Linked DNA regions of Mus musculus: regions 1, 2, 4, 5, 6 and 7 are each linked to region 3. Evidence: chromatin contacts called from public HiChIP or PLAC-seq, capture Hi-C and promoter capture Hi-C data. All regions are on one chromosome and are shown on one strand. Each heading gives the region's core, a stretch centred on a gene start, on an enhancer-like site or on the middle of the called end of the contact. The rest is flanking DNA. Distances are from core to core; before and after follow the strand shown.

Region 1 (2,700 bases), core at 159-2,658, 2.4 Mb before region 3:
TCTTGGGTTTCCCCCTTGCCATTAGGGCCTTGAGAACCAGAACTGTGTTTTATTTCCAAGGCCTATGGCTTAGCAAACGCATAAACCACACACACCACAAACAGCAACAGAGAAGCACACTTCTGTGGGCTACTTGCCTCGGTGTGTACATGGGAATGAGGCCCAGGCTTGGGGAATCTCAAAGGCAGGCCTTCTAACTATGGTCTACAGGGCAACAGCTAGTGAAGAGTGGGGGCACTTTCTCCAGAGCAAGGTGTACTGTGGATGTAATCAACAAATCAACAGAAAAAAAAAAAGGCCTTAAAAACAGACTTGGACCTAGGCAGCCAGGAAGAAAGGCAACTCTTATCCCTTTTATGCTAGGCAGAAGGTAACGTTAAAACGTGCATGCATGCCAAGTACTGGAATGCACCGTTTTTTGAACCGTGAGGCATGGCTCTTTTGCAGACGTAGAAACCAAGACCTCAGAAACACAACCAATTCTGGCAGCCTGGCCAGGCTCATTTTACATTTGTTTCCCCACGTGCCCTGAGGCTCCCAGTTGCCCACGTTTACCTTTGGAGCCTGTGGGGGAGGAGATTTTTCGAGGTCTGGCCCGAATGTCATAGATGATGGGGTACTGGAACCAGGGGATCCTGGAGAGGAGAGGTCATGGACAGGAGTTGGGAAACTGCAGTTTTATTGATTTTGATGGTTCCCCTCACCACTCGTCCTTGGGCCTGTTCCTCCCCACGACCACAAGGACTCTTCCCAGTCGAGAACAGCCCTTTATGCATTGCTGGAGTTTCAGGCAGCCACTGTCCTCAAGAGCAGGCGTGAGGAAGGGGTAAAGCAGCTCCGAATTGTTAAGTCTGGCTGCAGCCGTCAAGGGTGAAGGGTCAGGGCCTGTTCGCTCTGCCCGCCATTACCTGAAGTGAAGGCCTTCGGCCAGGATCGTGTCCTGCTGCACGCCACCAATACGATTAAAAAAGATGGCTCTATGACCGCCTTCCACTGCGGAGAGAGGGGTGGGAGTCAGGGCAGGCTACTGGCCCGAGTGCTGGTCAGCGTAGGTGGGACGGGGACACCTGGGGGATAGCAGGACCGTGGGTCTGGGGACCGCAACGTCCGGCCAGCGGAAGGAGGCTGCTCACCGGTGAACACGGATTCGCGGACGCCGTAGGCCACCGCCCCGGCCCCCAGCAGCAGCTTCAGCGCCGTGCCCATGCCCCGAGGCCCGGCGGGCAGGCGTCCAGCTAAGTCCTTCAAGTTCTGGGCCATGTCTGATCCTCCCGAAGGCGGCGGCGGCGGCACCAGCGGTCAGGAGGGGGTGCCCGCCAGCCTCTGCCCCGCTCCAGCTTACAGACCTCGCCTTGCACACGAGGATCGGCGGCCTTAGAGCTCGCGGGAGAAAGGGCACCGGAAGTGCGCCTCCCTCCGGACCCGCCCCCCTCCGCCCGGGCGGCCCTGAACTCCGCGCACAGGAATGGCGCATCCGGAAGTCCCGCCTCTTGGTGGGGGGGAATGGTGTGCCCTCCCGGAGAGGCTTCCGTACGGGCATCGCCATTTTCGAGCGCCCTCTTTCAAAATGGCAGCTCGAAGGAAGTTGGCCGTGAGGACGGACGTGAAGTTCTAACTTAAGGACTTCGGTGCAACTTCCGGTCTGCCTACAAGATGTCTGCGGCCAGTGGTGGCTTCCAACCTCGTGAGCGGCGATTTTCAGTGCAGGAGCAGGACTGGGAGACTACGCCGCCTAAGAAGCTCCGGCTTGGGGCAGGAAGCAAGTGCGGAGGCCGGAGGCTCATTGTGGTGCTGGAAGGGGCCAGTCTGGAGACAGTCAAGGTAGTTTTGAACAGTGAGTGCGGAGGTAGGGAATTGATGGATCAGATTGTGTGGGAACCAGGGCCGCAGAGTGCATGGAAAAGCGGAGCCTTGAAATTTGCTCTGGAAGAATGACCTAGTTTTCCAGGCTGTTGATATCCTGGGGGTAGTCCTTTTGCTCTGGACTTTCATTTCAGCCCTCGCCTTGCTTTTAGTTGACTTATCACGGAGTCTGTGATGTATAATGCAAAATGAGGGAAGCATTGTCTATTGAGGGTTCCCACGTTTCCAAAGGCCAGTGACTTCCCCAGCCTTTTACTACCAAGGACTTGATGCTTTATTTTGTTAAATGGGGCTTGACTGGCAGCTTGTTCTGTATTTACCTATTCTGAAGTATGTCTGGATCAGATTATTTAAAAAGCCTTTGTCTTTGCTTTTTTACCCTCCCCCTTAAATATTTACTTTACCTTTATTTATGCATGCAAGTCTGCATGTGGCCATGAGCCACCTCATGAAGGTGCTAGGAACCTAACTTGAGTCTTATACAAGAAAGTTTGTGCCATCTCTCCAGCCCCCTCCTTCCTTCCTTCTTTCTTTCTTTTTTTCTTTTTGTTTTTTTGAGACAGGGTTACTCTGTATAGCCCTGGCTGTCCTGGAACTCACTTTAGACCACGATGGCCTCAAACTCAGAAATCTGCCTGCCTCTGCCTCCCGAGTGCTGGGATTAAAGGCGTGCGCCACCACCGCCCGGCTCCTTCCTTCTTTTGTATGTCTTGCCTTTCAGAGCTAAACTTGTTCAATGTGTAGGCCCAGAAGTTCCCTCCCAAACTCCTGCTCCCCTCTGTTTCTGTCTCTGTCTCTCTCTCTCACACACACACACACACACACACATTCTCTTGC
Region 2 (2,700 bases), core at 11-2,510, 2.3 Mb before region 3:
CTGATCTTGACCTAAGAATTCTTACCGGACTTTACAGCGATCCAATGCTAAGCACGGCTGTCTTCATCTCATAAGAGAATTAGATGCGGAGCAGTTAAATGGCTTGCCTGGGGGGTCTTACCGTTTGTGAGTAGCGACAAGAGTGGTTGCTACTCACAAACGGTAAAGAGTGGGACTCCTTTAACTTCAAAGTCCACACTTTTTCCATCATACCACGTTACCTCATGTATTAAAAAACCTCGAAGAGTGCGGTTTTTAAAAGACTATAAAATATATATATAATATATAACACAGCTTGTTGCGACATAAATTCAGGTACATCACATCCTTTGAACCATATGAATAATAGTCCCTTGGAACAAGCATGGAGTTTTTAAGGTTGTTAATAGTGCTGTTTCCCAAGCCCAGTGTAAGAATGTATTCCAGAGTAAATGACAGGTGGGCGGCTAAGGGGGAAAGCAATATGGTACAAGAAAATACTAGAAAGTGGACAGAAAAGAGATGAAAGTACACTATACGTTGGCAATACACAAAATAGACCGAGAAGACATAGTATGAAATAATCGGGCAGAGGAGGCCCGTAGGGCTAAAATATCTTAAGTTCGAGGGCCTATGCCTCTCGTAAGGAGAGCGCATGATGGGAGCTGTTAATAACAAATAAGTAGTACTCATGGCCACAGTCGAACTCTTGAGAGCCACAGACAGACATAGGTCGCAAGGGCACAGTCCGGCATATCGATGACAAGGCGGGAGGTGACTGAGGAGCCAAAGGGCACAGTATGGGCCAAAGAAAATGGGAAGAGGTTCAGAGGGTACGGGCCCCCAGACTTGAGACCAGACTTGTCTTCCCTTCGATAGCTGGCTGGTGTGCTTGATGACCCGCACCCCCAAGCCCTCCTGGGTCCCAGGTTCGGGGCAGACAGACAGGTCCTGTCCCCAGACCCCATTCTGCCCATTTCCTTGGGACTCCACGAGGGGGCAGAGGCAGGCAGGAGGGTCCTTACCCAGGAAGATGGAGAAGATGAGCCGCAGCGCCTGTTCCGACGCGCCCAGAGACGTCGCCAACTTGTTAAGGCTCAGATCCTCGACACCCGGCCACAGCCCCCGCATCTGCTCCAGCGTCTCTCCCATGTCCCCGTCCGCTGTAGACGCCATCTTAACTGCGGGCGCCCCCCGGGGACCCCCAGCTCCGCGCCCCGAATGTGGGCAGAACGCGGTGGCTTCACCCCCAATTCCGGCCGGGGGCCCGCCCACGGCGTGCGCATTGGCTGCGGGCCCGCCCAGAGCCTCTAGACCCACCCGATTATTGGTCGAGCCAGCCGGGGGCGGGGCCGAGCGCAGCAAGGTAGGAAGAGGGCGGGGCCGAGCGTTTGTAAGGCAAAGGTGACTCCCGTGAGGAAGGGAAACGGGCCGGGCCGGCGGGGCGGGGCGGGGCTTGCGATCGCGACCCAGCTGCTATTGGAGCAGGCGGGAGCGCGAGGCGAGGTGACAGTACAACTCGGTCCGGACGGCTCCGGGCAGGAGTGGGTCGGACGGGTGTCCGGCCGGCTTGCTCGCTGCCTTCCCATTGGTTGAGACAGGAGCAGGCGAGAGTCGGGGCGGGGGGGGGGCGGGGGGGGGCGGGGGCGTCACCAGACCGCGAGGTTACTCTCGGTCGCCGGCGCTGGGGTTACTGGGGCATGTAACGGAGCGGAGCGAATGTCTGCTGTCACCCCACGAGCGCCCCCTAACGGTGTCTCCTCGGGGGCGGGGGAGGGGGGGAGAGCGAGGGTCCTGCATTCCCAGCCCTTTCCTGAAGGCTCTGGGGGAGCCCAGGGGCCCAAGAACACCCTTTAATGCTACGTAGCTCTTCCCGATGCAGGTCCTTTTCGGTTGTTCAAGTACTGGGACTCGAACCGGTGCCGCGTGCACGCTCTCCTGCCGGAGCTACAACCCTAGTCCTTATGCAGAGTTCCCTTTCTATAGTAAAACGGACCTTCTCTCCGGAGGCAATGAAATTAGGATCTGCCTATTTATATTAAAAAGAGCCTACTTAACACTTGCCGCTTTAATTAACAGTTAGGCTAGTTTTGTCACGGCTTAAGTAATGTATGTTCCTGATGAAAGTTCAAGCACTAGAGGCATGAAGCAAAATAGGAGCCCTTTCCTCCTATGCAGTGTCACTTCCCACTGATTGACCCCAGGGAAAGTGACAGTGTATGGGGTGTGTAACAAAGGGGTTCACAAGTTCTTGTCCTAAAAAGTTCAGCTATGGCTTACACTTCCATGGCATTTTATACTTTTTTCCAGCCCCCCCCCCCCCTTTTTTTTTTTACTGGGAAATTGAACGTAGGCTTTACGTGTGCTAAGGAAGCATTGGACCACTGAGCTATGTCTCCTGCCTTTTCATATGTCCTTTTATTTATACTTAAAGGCATTTTTTTTTACATTTATTTGTGTATATATTGGGGTATGTTGGAGGAAGGGCTAGTTTTTGCCACAGAACACACATGAAGGCCAGAAGACAACTTTCAGGAGACTGCTCTGTCTTTTGCCATGTGGATTTTGACGATTGAACTCAGTGCTGGCAAGTGCTGTAACGCGCTGAGCTATCTCTCTGGCTCGCAATTATTTTAATTAATTAAATTTTAATTTAAAATGCTTTATTTTTAATAATAGGGTTGTGCCTCTGTGGGTGGTGTGTAGATGAAGATTTCCTAT
Region 3 (2,798 bases), core at 68-2,567:
GGGCTCAAGAAAACAACTAATTATGGCTGAGGTTAGCAAAAGATACAAATCCCAGCTATTATCACAAGGTAACACCCTACGGCAGGTAAAAGGTTAAGGAGAGCAGCTGTCTTTGCTAACAATGCTCTGGTTTAAAAAAAAAAAAAGCTTCCAAGAGTGGCCAGCACACAGTAGGTGTTCTAAGAGCTCTGAGAGACTGAGAATAATTAAATCCTGTTAAATTTGTGTTGCAAATAAAACGGGCCTCCCCCACCATATGCTCAGCCTTCCCAAAGGCAGCACCATTGTTCATCTCTTTACACCCCGCCTTTTCCATTGTTTTGGGCGTTGTGATTCTTTCACGTGTGCGTGTGACTTAAAGAGATTCCGAAGCACACAATCAACCCTGACGTCACAGACTTAAGTATTATTCAAAGCAAGTTGCTTCAGGTTCCTGCTTTTTAATGAACTGCTGCTTCTAACGGGTTCAGTTTCTGTGCGGCGTTGTTTCCCGCCTTCTTGGAGTTGGGGCGAGGGATTAAACACTCAGCATTCTCTCGCCGTTCCCTCTATCTCAAAGTTTTTCTTTTCTCCTCTTCCCTTCCCTTTGCTCTATTTCCTTTCACAGGCCGTCGTTTCTCAAGGGTCTTTGCTCCGCTTCCTCCCTCTGTGCCTGCTGGTCCCTTTGATCCTTTCTTTCGAGCCCCTATTCCCAGAAGCTGCAGAAAATACCTTCTTTTTTTCCCCCCCTTTCACGTCACTTCCCTCCCCTCTCCCCATCTCCCTCTCTTCTCCGAGGTGAGTCCCCCTCTAGAGGCCAGCGCTTTCTTAGACGTCTGCTTTCAGACGGCGAGCGGAATTCGAAGAGAGAGAAGGGGGGAAGAAAGGAGGAGAAAGAGAGCCAGAGCCAGGGGGAGAAAAGAAAAAGAAAAACAAACAAAAAAAACCCCACTCGGGCCTAGAGCGCGGAGGCCGGGGAGCAGCGTCGCCATGGCAACGGGCGCCGACAGGAAGCGAGGGACGCGCGCGAGGGCGGGCGCGGGGAGGGGGCGGGCCGGAGGAGGGGTCGGCTGCCCCGGAAGCACCTCCCCGCAGCCCCCTCCCCGCCGGCCCGCGGCCCCCCGGCCTCGGCCCCCCACCCTCGCGGCGGGGCAGGAAGTGACAGGCCCGCGCGAGCCCCCGGCCTGGCGGAGCCGCGGCGCGGCCAGCACCCGGACGGCGGGAGGGGCGGGGAGCGGCGGCCGCGCCGGGCACCTCCCACCGCGCCTGGGCCCCCGCCCCTCCAGGAAGGGGAGGAGGCGGCGCGCCGCCGCCGAGGCCGAGCGACCCCCCCCCCCTCCCCCGCCCCTGAGGTGGACGCCCCCCGCGAGGACTCGGGTGCGGAGCCGGGCGCGAAGGTAACCGGGCGGCCGCGGGCCGGGGAGGGGCCGCATCCCGGGGTCTCGGCGGCGCGGGGATGTTTCCTCAGCCACCTCGGCGTGTGCAACGCCCAGGTACCTCCCCCAGCCGCGCTCCTGCCTCCCGCTCTGCTGCGCTTTGCGGTGCTTGGGTGCTGCGCGTCCCGGTCTTCGTGCTTTGCGCTCGCTGTGCTCGGTGCTGTCTGTCCGTCACCTCGTTGCCTCTGACCGCTTCTCATTCATTTCTCCCTTCCCCGACTTTGGTCCTTCCATCCGAGCATGCTGTCTGGTTATCTCCCTGCTTCTCGCGCTCCGCCGGGCTCCCCGATCTCCCAGTTCCTCGACTTCTGTGCCTCCCCTGCTTGGCTCCCTACTATTAGAATATACATTTCCCTGCTTACCAAGTCCGCTCGCTTCGGGCACAGCACTGTATCCACCCCTTTCTCCTGGTGTGTTTGATTTCTCTTTGGAAATGCATTTTTTTTTTTTTAATCACGCTTCTGTGAAGAACAAGAACCCCTGGGAGTCTTTCCGAGGCGCCCCTCAACCCTTGCTTCTCACTCCATTCTTACTGCAACAGAGTTTTATACTCAAGGGTATTGACTTCTTCCAACACCTGACCCAATAGGCCCAGTAGTATGTCTACCTCAATATTAATTTCTAGTTCCTTCCCATCGGTGTGCGTCTTCCCCAGTTGAGTCCTTAAACACACCCACACCCAAAAGGTGGGAACGTTTAGGGTGGCCTTTGACTCTTAGTTTTAATTTTTGATTGAGTTTGCCACCTAAACGGTGTGCTCTCTTCACTTTCTATACTGAATCTGGAACTCACAACATTCATTGAAAAATGAGGATTTTAAGATAGATTTGTGTGCCTGCGAGGTTTTTGATGGCAGTTTCCCTGGTGAAAAGACTTTAAAATTGGCCCTCTCTGTTTCATTATCTGGGGGAAATGAGGGGGTCATCGAATTGATGAACGTGTTTTATATAAGGCTCTATTGCAAGTAACAGGGTCTTACGTCTCTGAGTGCAGTGAGATAACTCCAGTAATCTGTACAACTGTGCCATGCTGCCTCTAATCCTTACCCACTTTTTTTCCTTCACATGCTGATATTGAGGATTCATGGGTCTGTATCTGTTTAGTGCTTTGATATTTTGGCAAAAGATGTGGGGAGAAAGGTAGACTGAAGTTGATAGAATACCCTCTCTGTACCTCTTTCATTTTATCCGTGTGTGGAGTGGCATTTGTTCGGTCCCAGAGTTAAGTGATGTAGAGATGCTGGGAAGAGAATCCAGAGAAAACTCCACTTCAGGGGCCAAGGTTGAGACTTTTGACTTTTGTTTACTTGTTTGGGATTAATTCCTGAGATAAATCCATTCATCTAATGAAACTAGAGATAGCCCCTAGCAGAAATTATGGTCG
Region 4 (2,840 bases), core at 77-2,576, 2.4 Mb before region 3:
CCCGTTCCTTGACACCAAGAGAACAGATTTGTCGATTACGTTCCCCAAACTCGACTGATCCAAAGGAACACTTTCTGACTTCCAGCCCACACATATTCCATCAGACCACTTTGCAATCTTTAAAAAGATTAGTTTACCCAAGTGTATGGTTGTGTGTGTATGTGTGTGTGGGTGGGGAGAGTATGTGCATGAAGGCCAGAGACATTGGATCCCCTGGAGATGGAGTCCTAGATGGTTGGGAGCCACCTTTTGTGGGTGCTGAAAACTCTGCAATTGCACGAGTGCTCTCAACCCCTGAGCCATCTAGCCTCCAATTTGCATTTTATATAAAGCAGGTAACAATTAGTCCCATGTGTTCCTGTATCAAGCATTCTCTTTTCCTTAGACTCCACAAGATAGTGTTAGTTGGGCATGGTTGCGCTCACCTGTAATCCCAGTGTTTAAGAGGCTGGGAAAGGAGTGACTTCGAGGCAGCCTGGCTTACATAGAAAGTCTGCTGCTTCAGAGGAAAACAGCAACAGCGAAGACACAGAGTAACTCAGCAGACTCCTCCCAGTTCTTAACGTTACGTTTATTCTACAGAATTCTAGAGGACTGCTAGTAATCAGCAGATCTACCAAGACTCCAAGCCAGACCTTTTATTTTTTAGATGTATTAATTTTATTATTTTATGTGTAGAGGTCAGAAGATGGCATCAGATCGCTAGAGCAGGAGTTACAGATGGTTTGTGAGTGCTGGGAATAGAGCTGGGTCTTTTAGAAGAACAGCCAGGGCCCTTAATCTCTGAGTTATCTTTCCTGCCAGAGGGGGTCGCAGGGGTCGCAAAGCTGGGTCTTAAAGGTTTGCACCACCAGGCCACCTTCGAAGTAAATGAGCGGAACCCGGCCAGCAACAAATCCCATAACTTAGTATTTCTTGCTTCTCTTCGTGCCTTTCCCCCCTCATCCATCTCCTTTTTGCTTCTTAGGTATAGTCTTAAAGCCCAATTCCTTTGCATCCGGACATCTAATTGCTTTAAGGACTTAATGGCCAGCCCCGCCTCCCTCCCGCTTCTCAGTGCTGCTGTTAATATTGGACCATTGTTTTATGTCCGCCGACAATTAACTCCTTGACACTCTTTTCTCGCCTTCTCCTGGTTCCTGGGATTAGAAATTTGGCCTCGTAACCTGGCAACTACTGAGCTACCCGCTGAGGGTGGAAAGAGGGGCGTTAGGGTTTTTGCTTTGCGGTTGAGGTACTCTAAACTCTCAACGGAAGCTGGCTGCAAAGCTAAGCGTCCCGCCCCTGTTGCCATAACAACAATAAATAACTCCGGCTACCCCGTTGCGTCTTCCAAAAAAACAGTCTTGGCGTCTCAGCACAAAGATCCTCTCCTTAACTACTTCTAGAGGAGCAGAGTCAGGGTCTGCGCCCACTTCTGAAGGCGAACTGGGTTGGAGGGTTGAAGACTTCGTGTCAGGGAAATGGTGGTGTTAAGCAAAGAGGCCGCATTAGAAGAGGGGTTGGGGTGGAAGGGAACCCAACCCGGAGGTGAGGTGTGGGTAAAGAAGGGGAGGAGGAGTAGGTAGGGGAGATTTTAGGAGGACATGTAGAACTGTATCAAAGGGAATTGAGGAAGGAGGACGCTGGGCTGCTGGGACACTGTTGGAGGCAAGTGACAGCAGGAACAGTCCGGGAGTGTGGGAAAGTGTCCTGAAGGGAGCAGGGGTGGAGTGGGAGGAGGCTCCGAGCAGAGACTGGGAGTCCAAAGACGGTCTCCAGCATGAGGAAAGATGCACAAGTGGGAGTTCAGAGGAGACAGACTGTATAGGGCACCTGTAGCTGGAGGTGAGGGACTGGAGGGTTGGGGGGGTGGGAGCTAAGACCTTCTTTCTCAGGACCAGGACTGAGTCTCATCTGACTCCAGAGCGCAGGGCAGAGAAAGATGTCGGATGAAGATGATGTGGATGACGTTGATGCAGAACAGGATGAAGTGGAAAGTGACAAGGAGATAGAGGAATGGGAAGACTACAGGAAAGAGACAGAAGAAGCCTCTGAGGAAGTGAGAGCCTGCTTCAGGAGGGCTCCCGGGGCTCGGGACTAGAGGGGAGCTGGAGAGGGATGCCTGTATTCCCCACCTCTTACAGTGGCTGCCCACCCCCATCACGGAGGCCATGATGAAGGAAGGGCTCTCATTACTCTGCAAGATTGGCAGTGGACTGGCTCACGCTTATATTAAGCTGGAGGCTAAGGACAGGTGAGGACTGCGAGACGGGAGCATCTCGTGCCTTCCCTCTCTCATTCCTGAGTGTTTGGGCTAGAGCTCATGGGAAGACATGGTGGGCTTCGCTTTTCAGAACGTCCGTCCGGGACTCTTAGGTGACTGGGAGGGTAGCTTAGCAGTGGAGAACTTGCCTAGTATGCACAAGGCTCCAGGTTCATTCCCAGCACCAAAAACAACACACTGAAGCTTCTGTGGAGGAGTCTCTGTTTGGCTCCGAGATGTAGCTTAGTAGTATGAAAGGTCGTCTGCCATGTGCAAGGCACTAGTTTTGATCTCTGCACTGAAAAACAAGAAGAAAACCCCACTTGCCTCCTCTTCCCCTCCGTCTCTGTCATCCCAGTACAAGGCTTCTCTGCATTGCTCTCTGTCCTAGCACCTGTGCCGTTTCTCTCTGGGTTCTTATCCTTTCCGGTGGATCTCTCCCCCCCCCCTCCCACCTCCTAGGGACCTCACAGACATCTCCTTACTGCGCTCCTATATCCATCTTCGCTATGTGGATATTTCTGAGAACCATATTACAGACATATCGCCGCTCAACAGTCTCACTCACCTCCTATGGCTCAAGGCCGATGGCAAT
Region 5 (2,700 bases), core at 127-2,626, 2.4 Mb before region 3:
GAAGGGATGAATGGGGTTTTCTTATGGAAACTTAGGAGTTGGACAAGGCTCTTTTTTATTACTCATTTATTTTACAAGAGTCTTCATGCATACCAGAAGAGAATATCAAATCCCATTACAGATGGTTGTGAGCCACCAAGTGGTTGCTGGGAATTGAACTCAGGACACCTGGAAGAGCAGTCTGTGCTCTTAACCCCCTGAGCCATCTCTTTAACCTGACAAGGCTCTTCTTGATCTTGGATGCTCAGCTATACTTATGGGGTGCCCTGTCCTAGACCTTTAGATTGGGGAGTTCAGGCTCCTGAGGCCGTTCAGAGCAAGAATAGGCGCACAGCAAGCATAAGCAAATCTAAGACCTACTCAGCCCTTGGAAGTACATCACTGACATAATGTGCCACCAGAGTGCTCCAGAGACAGTTTCAGAGATCTGAATCCCTTCTCAGCATAGTTTATGATTTGAAACAGTTAAAGGTGTATAACATGGAGGCCAATAAGATTAGTATTTGTAAAAGATTTACTAATAGTTAGGTGTATGAGCTCATGTCTGCGCTTATGAATGCAAGGCCTCAAAAGAGACCAGAAGCTGTTGGGTCCCTGTAGCTTGGAGTTAGGGCAGTTAGGAATTGCCAAGCAGGGTGAGCCATCTTTGCAACCCCTCTATTTTTAATGAAGCAGGGCCATGGAGCCCAAGCTGGCCTTGAACTTCTCAGCTTTTGTGCTGGTATCACAGAAATGTGGCGCTATGCCCGGTCGGGCCTGATGTTCCAGAGTCTTTGCAGTGTGGGGAACTTGTAAGGATGAGACTACAAGACATCGGGCCACATCGCCTGCCACTACTTAAGTCCGATTCACTTCGGCTTTAGCTCCAAGCCTTTAATCTCGCGAAGCTCTTTTTTTTTTTTTAACAACATAGGAGCTGTGATTGGCTGTTTTCAGCCAATCAGCACTGACTCATTTGCATAGCCTTTACAAGCGGTCACAAACTCAAGAAACGAGCGGTTTTAATAGTCTTTTAGAATATTGTTTATCGAACCGAATAAGGAACTGTGCTTTGTGATTCACATATCAGTGGAGGGGTGTGGAAATGGCACCTTGATCTCACCCTCATCGAAAGTGGAGTTGATGTCCTTCCCTGGCTCGCTACAGACGCACTTCCGCAAGTGTTACAGCTCTTTTAGAATTTGTCTAGCAGGTTTTCTGACTTCGGTCGGAAAACCCCTCCCAATTTCACTGGTCTACAATGAAAGCAAAACAGTTCTCTTCCCCGCTCCCCGGTGTGTGAGAGGGGCTTTGATCCTTCTCTGGTTTCCTAGGAAACGCGTATGTGCTAGAGCCACGCTCTGAGACTTCCGCCTCGTGCGGTCCCGCTTCCTTTCTGCCTCCTCTGGCCTGCATCCGTGGGGGAGGTGGCTGGCTGCAGGGTTCTCCGGATCTCTTCTGTGTTCCCACTACTCAAGCACCGAGTGGCGTTCTATGGCGTCCGCCTCGGCTCAGCCCGCGGCCCTGAGCGCGGAGCAGGCCAAGGGTGAGGAAAGAGCCTAGTCTGGGTGTGGGCCGTCTTCTGGGGGGAGGGCGCGATACTATTCTTTGCCTCTCCAAGTGGGGCCCTTGCCCATTAGGGCGAAGGGTTGGGAGGACAAGCTTATCGGGTTGCTTGCAGGCCTCGGCCCACTAATTCCCTGCCTCTTCCCTCCTCTGGGCTCGCCCGCCGTCCTCCGCGGACCTCTCTGGGATGCTTCCGTCTCGCAGTGGTCCTGGCGGAGGTGATTCAAGCGTTCTCGGCCCCAGAGAATGCCGTGCGCATGGACGAGGCTAGAGACAATGCGTGCAACGATATGGGCAAGATGCTGCAATTTGTGCTGCCCGTAGCCACACAGATCCAACAAGAGGTTATTAAAGCCTATGGCTTCAGCTGCGACGGGGAAGGTGGGTCCCACAGGGCTTGGCAAAGGAATGGACTGGGGGTGGGACGCATGATGATGCCCCCCCCCCCCCCCGATCGATCTTTTTCTCGCCACAGGGCGGCAGTCACATCAAACATTGCCACTCACAGTTCAGGGACTAGACTTAAGCCCCGCCTGAAAAGTTATGGCTCTTGAAGCCAGGCATGGCCACAGTGGCCTTTCATCCCAGCATTTGAGAAGCAGAGGCAGGCAGGTCTCTGAGTTCAAGGCCAGCCTGGTATGTAGGGTGAGGAGTTCCAGGGTAGCCATGGCTATACAAAGAAAACCCTGTCTTGAAAAAACAAAAACCCACCAAACAAAAGTTCTGGCTCTAGAGTCCAAAGCCCTACATAGGCAAGTGTTTCTCCATGGCCCTCGAACTTCCCAGCTCTCCCCGAGTCAGGATCGCAGTAAGTTGCCCAGAATGGCCTTGAACCAGAGACCCACCTTTCTCAGCCTTTTGAGTAAGTGACAGGCTTGAGTCACTGGGCCCAGCTCTAACCTGAACTCTCTCGTGTACCTGAACTCTTTCTTGTCTGCCTTTTGGCTAATAGGTTTGGTGTGGCAGGTTGAGCCCTCTCTTCCCAAGGACAGTTGTTTATTAATTTTGTGTTTGTTTGTTTGTTTGTTTGTTTGTTAGCTAGCCAGGACTACCAGGGAGTCTCTTTCAAATCAGGCTGCTTGAGGCTAAGCTGCTGAACGTGGTTCACCCGAGACTGAAAACATAATGCTTTTTAATTTTTTGTTTGTTTGTTTG
Region 6 (2,770 bases), core at 254-2,753, 2.5 Mb before region 3:
ATGTTTGAGGCCAACCTGGTCTCCATTGTGACAGGGCTACATGGTGAGACCCCGTCTTTAAAAAAAAAAAAAAAAAAAAAAGGCAGAAAGTCAGCTAATGAAAAAAGAGATCATGTATTTGAAAGACAGCAAGGAGGGGTATACGGAAGGGTTTGGAGGGAGGGACAGGCAGATATGACAAGATTATATTAGAGCCTCAAAAATAAATAATAAAAGGGGGAGGGATGGAGAAAGTAGGGTTCCAGTGGCAGTGGGAATGAGGGCTCATGTAAACAAGCTAGGCAGAGGCCCGCATCCAGACAGCCTCCCTGCATTCCCCAGCCCAGCCCAGTATACCTGAATAGGAGTGCGCTGGATGCCAGCACTAGGTGAACGAGGGTCTGCTACTCGAGCCACTTGCTTGTTGCGTGGCAGAGGCCGTGCTGGAGTGCCTGAGACGCTCTGAGTCGAACCCATCTCCACTGGGGCTGGGGACGGGGCCCGGCTGTGCAGATGCAGAGGAAGGGACGTCCGTCAGAAGAGACTCAGAGCTTACTGCTTCCGTGTCGGACCTCTGACCCCATACCCACCCGATCTTCCCAGCTTCCAGCAGAGGAACCTCCGGGTCGCTAGCCCAGAGAACTCTGCAAGGATAACGAATGGAGATTTTTAACAGAGCAGTCAGGTCTGCGGGAGCCTTCGTATTTAACCACTAATTCATTCACATTACTTACCGGGCCCCAGCTCGACCTCTGCCCGAACACCAGCTAGAGAAATAACTCCCAAAGCCCGGAGTTTCAAACTTCCCTCCACGCCCCCTGCCCCGACCCTATTGGCTAAGCCGAAGCAGACTCTCATAGGCCAGTTGTGGAAAATGCGCCTTCCGGAGCAGAAAGCCATTGGTCTGAAGGATGTCTATCATGAGGACTGGCCAATGGGCTGAGGACTGGCTTGCCCTCCGGTGGTGGCTCCGTGAGCTGGGGACTTTTGTTTAGTATCAGCCTGACAGCGGTGGACTTGATGGGTGCCACTCGGCCTTTCTGTTTCATTAAACAAAATAGAATGAGTTATCAGACTGTATGCACAAAGCCAGCTGGAGACGGAGTTAATATGGTTTGTCTAAAGCGAAACAGCCATCCTTATTGGTTGACGGAGTTATCACGCATCTCTCAAAATCGCCTCATTGACTACTGCTTTTCAAATACCAAGACAAGTGCTTTCTGATTGGACGAGTCCTTGGCAAAGTTTCAGTAATCAATGCGTTTAAACAATTCACAGTTTCTGCTCTGCACGTAAGGCATTCTAGAGTCCTTGAATCACAGCTCCTGCAACTCCCAGCCCTCCTGGAACCGCCACATGAGCACTTGCCCTGGGAGAGCAGGATTGGTCCTTTCGGCCATCAGTTGTACCCGCGGCGCTTTTTATTGGTATTCGCTGAGTGGGGGCAGAGGGTGGAGCGCCAGGAGGCAGGCTGGGTCCAACTGCCGATCTCGCGCGTCTTGCCTTTAGCGCATGCGCACACTGAGTCGCGCTCATTGGATGCGAGAGACGGAGGGGGGCGGTACTAGGTACAGTGGGAGCTGCTGTGTGAGGAGGAGCTGCTGCCGGTGTCATGGCGGAGCTGAGTGAAGAGGCGCTGCTGTCAGTGTTACCGACGATCCGTGTCCCCAAGGCGGGAGACCGGGTCCATAAAGACGAGTGCGCTTTCTCTTTCGACACGCCGGTAAGCCCATTCCCCACGCCCGCGACGACCACGACTTCCTTCCATTGCCCTGGTCATTCGGCCAGGCCTGCAAACCTTGGGCTACCGCCTCCTTGCGATGCACCCTGGGACTTGTAGTTTTCTCCATACCTCTCTGCTTTTGCTTTTCATTCTCTGTAGCTGTAGTATGACTACCACTCCCGGAAGCTACAGCTCTCGCCTTGCCCACTCCTGGTCTCGTGAAGCATTATGGGCATTGTAGTTGGCCATGTCCCTAGTTCCTATTCTAAGTTCGAATTGTAACCCGTACGGCGAACTACATCCCCCAGGCGACTCCCAGAAAAACCCTTGAATGTGGCCTTGCACGTTGCGCAGGGCTCTCCGGGTTTTGTAGTTTCATGTGGGAGGAGTAGGGGCGACTCCCCGCTGTTCAGGGCAAGGGTTGAGATTGGGAAGGTATGTATCCTGCAGCTTCTAGTCTGGAAGAGGATGCCAATCTGTGAAGAAGTCCGATTTAGAGAAACACTGAGTTAAATAGCCTCCACTAGTGGTTAATTTGGACAGGGGATGAGGAGGTGGGCCATTGGTCAGGGAGGAGGAAAAATACCCAATGGAGAGTTCTAGTCGTTTTTTCCTTTGAAGTGAACTATAGCCGCGACCCCTCCCATTCCTCCGTCCTTCACAGGTTGCCGAGACAACCCCTCTCTCAAGTATTCCTTAGAAAGGGTTTCTTTGGAGGATGCTAAGGCCCCTTTCTCGTCTTGCTCCCACTCTTGTCTAGTTAGACAAAGCCGCCACCCACACCGTGCTTCACGTTCTGCAGGCTCCACCTTGTACCTCCCTTCCTGCAGTTCTGCCTTCCTGTGTCATCTTCAGCCAGAGAGGAGCCTTCAGGCCCTAACTGAAAGGGCCGCAGTTTGGTTGGGATCCGCCCCCTTCATCACCCCTCCCCTCTAGCGGTTGTTGGGCCCTGCCCAGAGCTTTAAGCCAGACCAGCTCATGGCCTGAAAACTGCAAGTCAGACTGGAAAGGCTTCATTAATGCATCCCCAGTGCCAAGTATAGCAGCATAATGTGATGCCCACTTCAG
Region 7 (2,700 bases), core at 69-2,568, 2.3 Mb after region 3:
TCTTGGACAAGGAAAACGCGCTTCAGAGCTCGCTCCAGTCCTGGGCTGCGACTGCAGCGTATTCACGCTCGGGTGCGGTTGCGTACGTTTAAGCGCTTCCCGCTCTCACCGGTTGGGTTAAGACTTGTAACTGCCATCTGGCTCATAAATTTGGTTTCCTACTCTGTCTGGTGCCCCCTGGTGCTCATCACAACTATAATCTTACGTAGTAGCAAAGGTGGTCCAGGAAGCACTAAAGATATTTTGAAGAGAAGAATTCCATTACTGTAAACTGCACGGATCTAGGTTTCCGGAGATCCGCGCCTTGGTATAAATTACATATGTGTACATATGCAAGTGTAGTACAGAAAGGGGATGTTTTACTGAGCCACCGAGGCAGGGTATAAGAAAACAAAAGGAAAATAATTTTTACTCAAATATAGAGGCAAAAGTCAACTATGTCCTCTCAAGTTTGTAATCAAAGATTAAAGATGTAGAATATCTTCGAACTCGACCTCCTCCCATGCTTGTCACCCGCCTCTCCCCGCCCCCTACACCTCCCGTTCCCGTTAAGTTTCCGGCAAAGCAAAGAGGTTCGCTCTGATCCTGGGTTTTATTTAGTAGGCAGCCCATCTTTGCAGCCAAAGTACTTGTTTGGAAACTGGAGATGAGCATGCGGCTTTAGTTGTTGTGAAGAAGAGAAGGATGGAATATATTTTGTTTACCCTCACCCATCTAATCAACAGTGATGGTATGTGCACTCTTCACAAAGTTTTCTGGGAGTCTTCGAATTCAGGCTCAGGTTATTCAGCTTTACCTCCTTCTCCACTCCCACACCCCTAGTCACAACACTAAGGAGGCTCTCCATTAAAGACGAACAACATCATTTTTCATTGCATGGCAGCTCTACGAGCTATCTAAGCAGAACATGACGGAAGTCTCTCATTCTCTCCTTTCTTTTCTTCTCCTTTCTTCTCTTCTTTTGCAATTGATTCCTAAATAATGATTTTGATAGCGAGCACTGAGTTTGGAACGGAATTGAGCGACCCACGATGACGCTCCCATCAGGCTTTCAGATGGGGCGGTTTTCAAAAAAAGGAACTACAATTCCCAGGAGGCACCAGGCTAGAGCAATCGCAGGGCATCACGGAAGTAGTAGGCGCGTTCCTCCCGGGTTCCTTTCACGGTTTTCACCGCGAAACTACAAATCCCATCGTGCCTCGAGCTCGGCACGCCTGCGCGAGAGCCCCCCGAGCGCGATGTGGGCGGGGCCGCCCCGGGCGGCGGGGGGCGGGGTCCAAGCGGGCTGTGTGGAGGCTTCAGACATCGGCGCCATTTAAAGCGGAGAGTTTTCCCGGGCGGACGCGCTCCTTCTGCTCGGCTATTCCGTACTCCCTTCTTCGCTGACAGAAGGCGCCTAGTGGGGTGACTGCTCTTTTTCTCTCCCTCTCCCCCTCCTCCCAGTTCTTTCGGTCTCCTCTCCTCCTGGCCAGAGAAGTAGCGGAGCCCGGGCCCCGCGGTGAGCGGCCCTCCCCTCCCCACAGTTCCCTCCCTCCTCTGCCCCCGGCGCCGGCCAGAGAGGGGAAGAGGTTCGCCAGGCCCGGGGCGGGCGGGGAGGCCTCGGGGACGGGGGGGGCCGCTCCTCAGGCTTCGAGGCTTCGAGGCTTCGGCCCTCAGCATCTAGTGATGGGCGCCCTCTGAGACTGGTCCCCTCTCCGGGGCGCGTGCTGCCTGAGGCGGCGGCCGAGCGAGCGAGCGAGCGAGCGAGCGACCGGGAACCCGGGCCGCGGCCCTCCTTCCCCTGCGCGGCCCCTCCCACTCCTGTGCCCCGGGCTGCCACCGCCCGGCGTCGGGGCTCGTCCCTCGCGCGCTGTGCCTCCGCCCTCAGGGCCTATCCCGCCGTGCTCGGCGGGCGGGCGGCGACGGCGGCAGCGGCAGCGGAGGGAGCTTAGCCGTCTTCACTTGGGTCGCATCCTCTCGCCCAGGAGCCAATTCCGCGCCCTGCTCCTCATGACTGCGGCGCTTCTGCTGCCCCAGCCCTACCGGCCTCCGCTCGCTGCAGGATGGATGCGGACTGTGCGGCGCTAACCCCCGTGGCTCCGCTCCCTCCTAGCCCGCCGACGAGCCCGCCCCGTGAGCCGCAGCAGCTTCGGTGCCAGCAGCAGCAGCCGCCGCAGCAGCCGGACTCAGTGTCCCGCGTCGCCCTCGGGGCGCCTTGTCAGTGCTGAGTGGGAGTCGTCCGGTGGTTCGGAGCCCGCCGTAGGAGCGCTGCCCAGCACTTCTTGGTGGCTTCTCCGGGTCACCCTTTTCCCTTTTCATTCATAAATCCGAGCCCGCATTCTTCACTCCATCGGACCGACCATGTCTGACGGTGCCGCCGAGAAGCAAAGCGGCACTCCGGGCTTCCTTACGCCTCCGGCGCCCGTCCCCAAGAATGGCTCAAGCTCCGATTCTTCCGTGGGCGAGAAACTGGGGGCTACGGTCGCCGACTCGGGAGTTGGCAGGACGGAGGAATATCGGCGCCGCCGGCACACTATGGACAAGGACAGTCGTGGGGCGGCCGCCACCACCACCCCCACGGAGCACCGATTCTTCCGCCGAAGCGTCATCTGCGACTCCAATGCCACCGCGTTGGAGCTGCCGGGCCTCCCTCTCTCTATCCCGCAACCTAGTGTACCTGCAGTGGTGCCCCAGAGTGCTCCACCCGAACCTCACAGAGAG

Evidence for each region. Promoter capture Hi-C pulls out the DNA fragments that hold promoters and counts their contacts. HiChIP or PLAC-seq counts read pairs in DNA pulled down with a chosen protein or histone mark. Capture Hi-C pulls out chosen DNA fragments and counts their contacts.
Region 1: a contact with region 3 is called in an H3K4me3 HiChIP or PLAC-seq map of embryonic stem cells, with 6 read pairs. The contact joins the promoter of Phb2 here to the promoter of Phc1 in region 3. A contact is called at or near these places in 3 of 39 promoter capture datasets (hippocampal neurons, pre-B cells and stem cell-derived epiblast-like cells), 1 of 115 datasets of contacts at active chromatin or transcription factors (embryonic stem cells) and 1 of 9 other capture datasets (liver).
Region 2: an H3K27ac HiChIP or PLAC-seq map of extraembryonic endoderm stem cells shows a contact between it and region 3, with 8 times the contacts expected there. The contact joins the promoter of Lpcat3 here to the promoter of Phc1 in region 3. A contact is called at or near these places in 4 of 39 promoter capture datasets (hippocampal neurons, liver, pre-B cells and 1 more), 3 of 115 datasets of contacts at active chromatin or transcription factors (astrocytes, extraembryonic endoderm stem cells and large pre-B cells) and 1 of 9 other capture datasets (intestinal organoids).
Region 4: a contact with region 3 is called in a capture Hi-C map of embryonic stem cells, with 5 times the contacts expected there. The contact joins the promoter of Lrrc23 here to the promoter of Phc1 in region 3. A contact is called at or near these places in 3 of 39 promoter capture datasets (cranial neural crest, hippocampal neurons and pre-B cells) and 1 of 9 other capture datasets (embryonic stem cells).
Region 5: a contact with region 3 is called in a promoter capture Hi-C map of pre-B cells, with 7 times the contacts expected there. The contact joins the promoter of Grcc10 here to the promoter of Phc1 in region 3. A contact is called at or near these places in 4 of 39 promoter capture datasets (cranial neural crest, frontonasal cranial neural crest, pre-B cells and 1 more) and 3 of 115 datasets of contacts at active chromatin or transcription factors (astrocytes, embryonic forebrain and embryonic stem cells).
Region 6: a promoter capture Hi-C map of pre-B cells shows a contact between it and region 3, with 5 times the contacts expected there. The contact joins the promoter of Usp5 here to the promoter of Phc1 in region 3. A contact is called at or near these places in 5 of 39 promoter capture datasets (cranial neural crest, embryonic stem cells, liver and 2 more) and 3 of 115 datasets of contacts at active chromatin or transcription factors (astrocytes and embryonic stem cells).
Region 7: a contact with region 3 is called in a promoter capture Hi-C map of pre-B cells, with 2.6 times the contacts expected there. The contact joins the promoter of Wnk1 here to the promoter of Phc1 in region 3. A contact is called at or near these places in 2 of 39 promoter capture datasets (liver and pre-B cells).

The regions. Positions count from the first base shown.
Region 1 is chr6:124,710,997-124,713,696 of GRCm38.p6, reverse strand. It overlaps Phb2 (prohibitin 2), which reads right to left and starts at 1,408. Exons shown (of 10, transcript NM_007531.2): 1 at 1,134-1,408; 2 at 909-993; 3 at 556-635. The coding sequence starts at 1,260. It overlaps Emg1 (EMG1 N1-specific pseudouridine methyltransferase), which reads left to right and starts at 1,519. Exons shown (of 6, transcript NM_013536.2): 1 at 1,519-1,821. The coding sequence starts at 1,654.
Region 2 is chr6:124,661,664-124,664,363 of GRCm38.p6, reverse strand. Lpcat3 (lysophosphatidylcholine acyltransferase 3) reads right to left here and starts at 1,260. Exons shown (of 13, transcript NM_145130.2): 1 at 1,005-1,260. The coding sequence starts at 1,155.
Region 3 is chr6:122,338,176-122,340,973 of GRCm38.p6, reverse strand. Phc1 (polyhomeotic 1) reads left to right here and starts at 1,317. Exons shown (of 16, transcript NM_001355215.1): 1 at 1,317-1,376; 2 at 2,494-2,502. The coding sequence starts at 2,499.
Region 4 is chr6:124,778,213-124,781,052 of GRCm38.p6, reverse strand. It overlaps Lrrc23 (leucine rich repeat containing 23), which reads left to right and starts at 1,326. Exons shown (of 8, transcript NM_001302555.1): 1 at 1,326-1,403; 2 at 1,907-2,041; 3 at 2,127-2,236; 4 at 2,708-2,840. The coding sequence starts at 1,925.
Region 5 is chr6:124,739,745-124,742,444 of GRCm38.p6, reverse strand. It overlaps Grcc10 (gene rich cluster, C10 gene), which reads left to right and starts at 1,376. Exons shown (of 3, transcript NM_013535.2): 1 at 1,376-1,525; 2 at 1,750-1,926. The coding sequence starts at 1,474. It overlaps Rnu7 (U7 small nuclear RNA), which reads left to right and starts at 1,159; the gene lies at 1,159-1,220.
Region 6 is chr6:124,828,217-124,830,986 of GRCm38.p6, reverse strand. It overlaps Usp5 (ubiquitin specific peptidase 5 (isopeptidase T)), which reads left to right and starts at 1,503. Exons shown (of 20, transcript NM_001326594.1): 1 at 1,503-1,702. The coding sequence starts at 1,592. Cdca3 (cell division cycle associated 3) reads right to left here and starts at 811. Exons shown (of 6, transcript NM_013538.5): 1 at 714-811; 2 at 337-484. The coding sequence starts at 456.
Region 7 is chr6:120,037,273-120,039,972 of GRCm38.p6, reverse strand. Wnk1 (WNK lysine deficient protein kinase 1) reads left to right here and starts at 1,318. Exons shown (of 28, transcript NM_001199084.1): 1 at 1,318-2,700. The coding sequence starts at 2,341.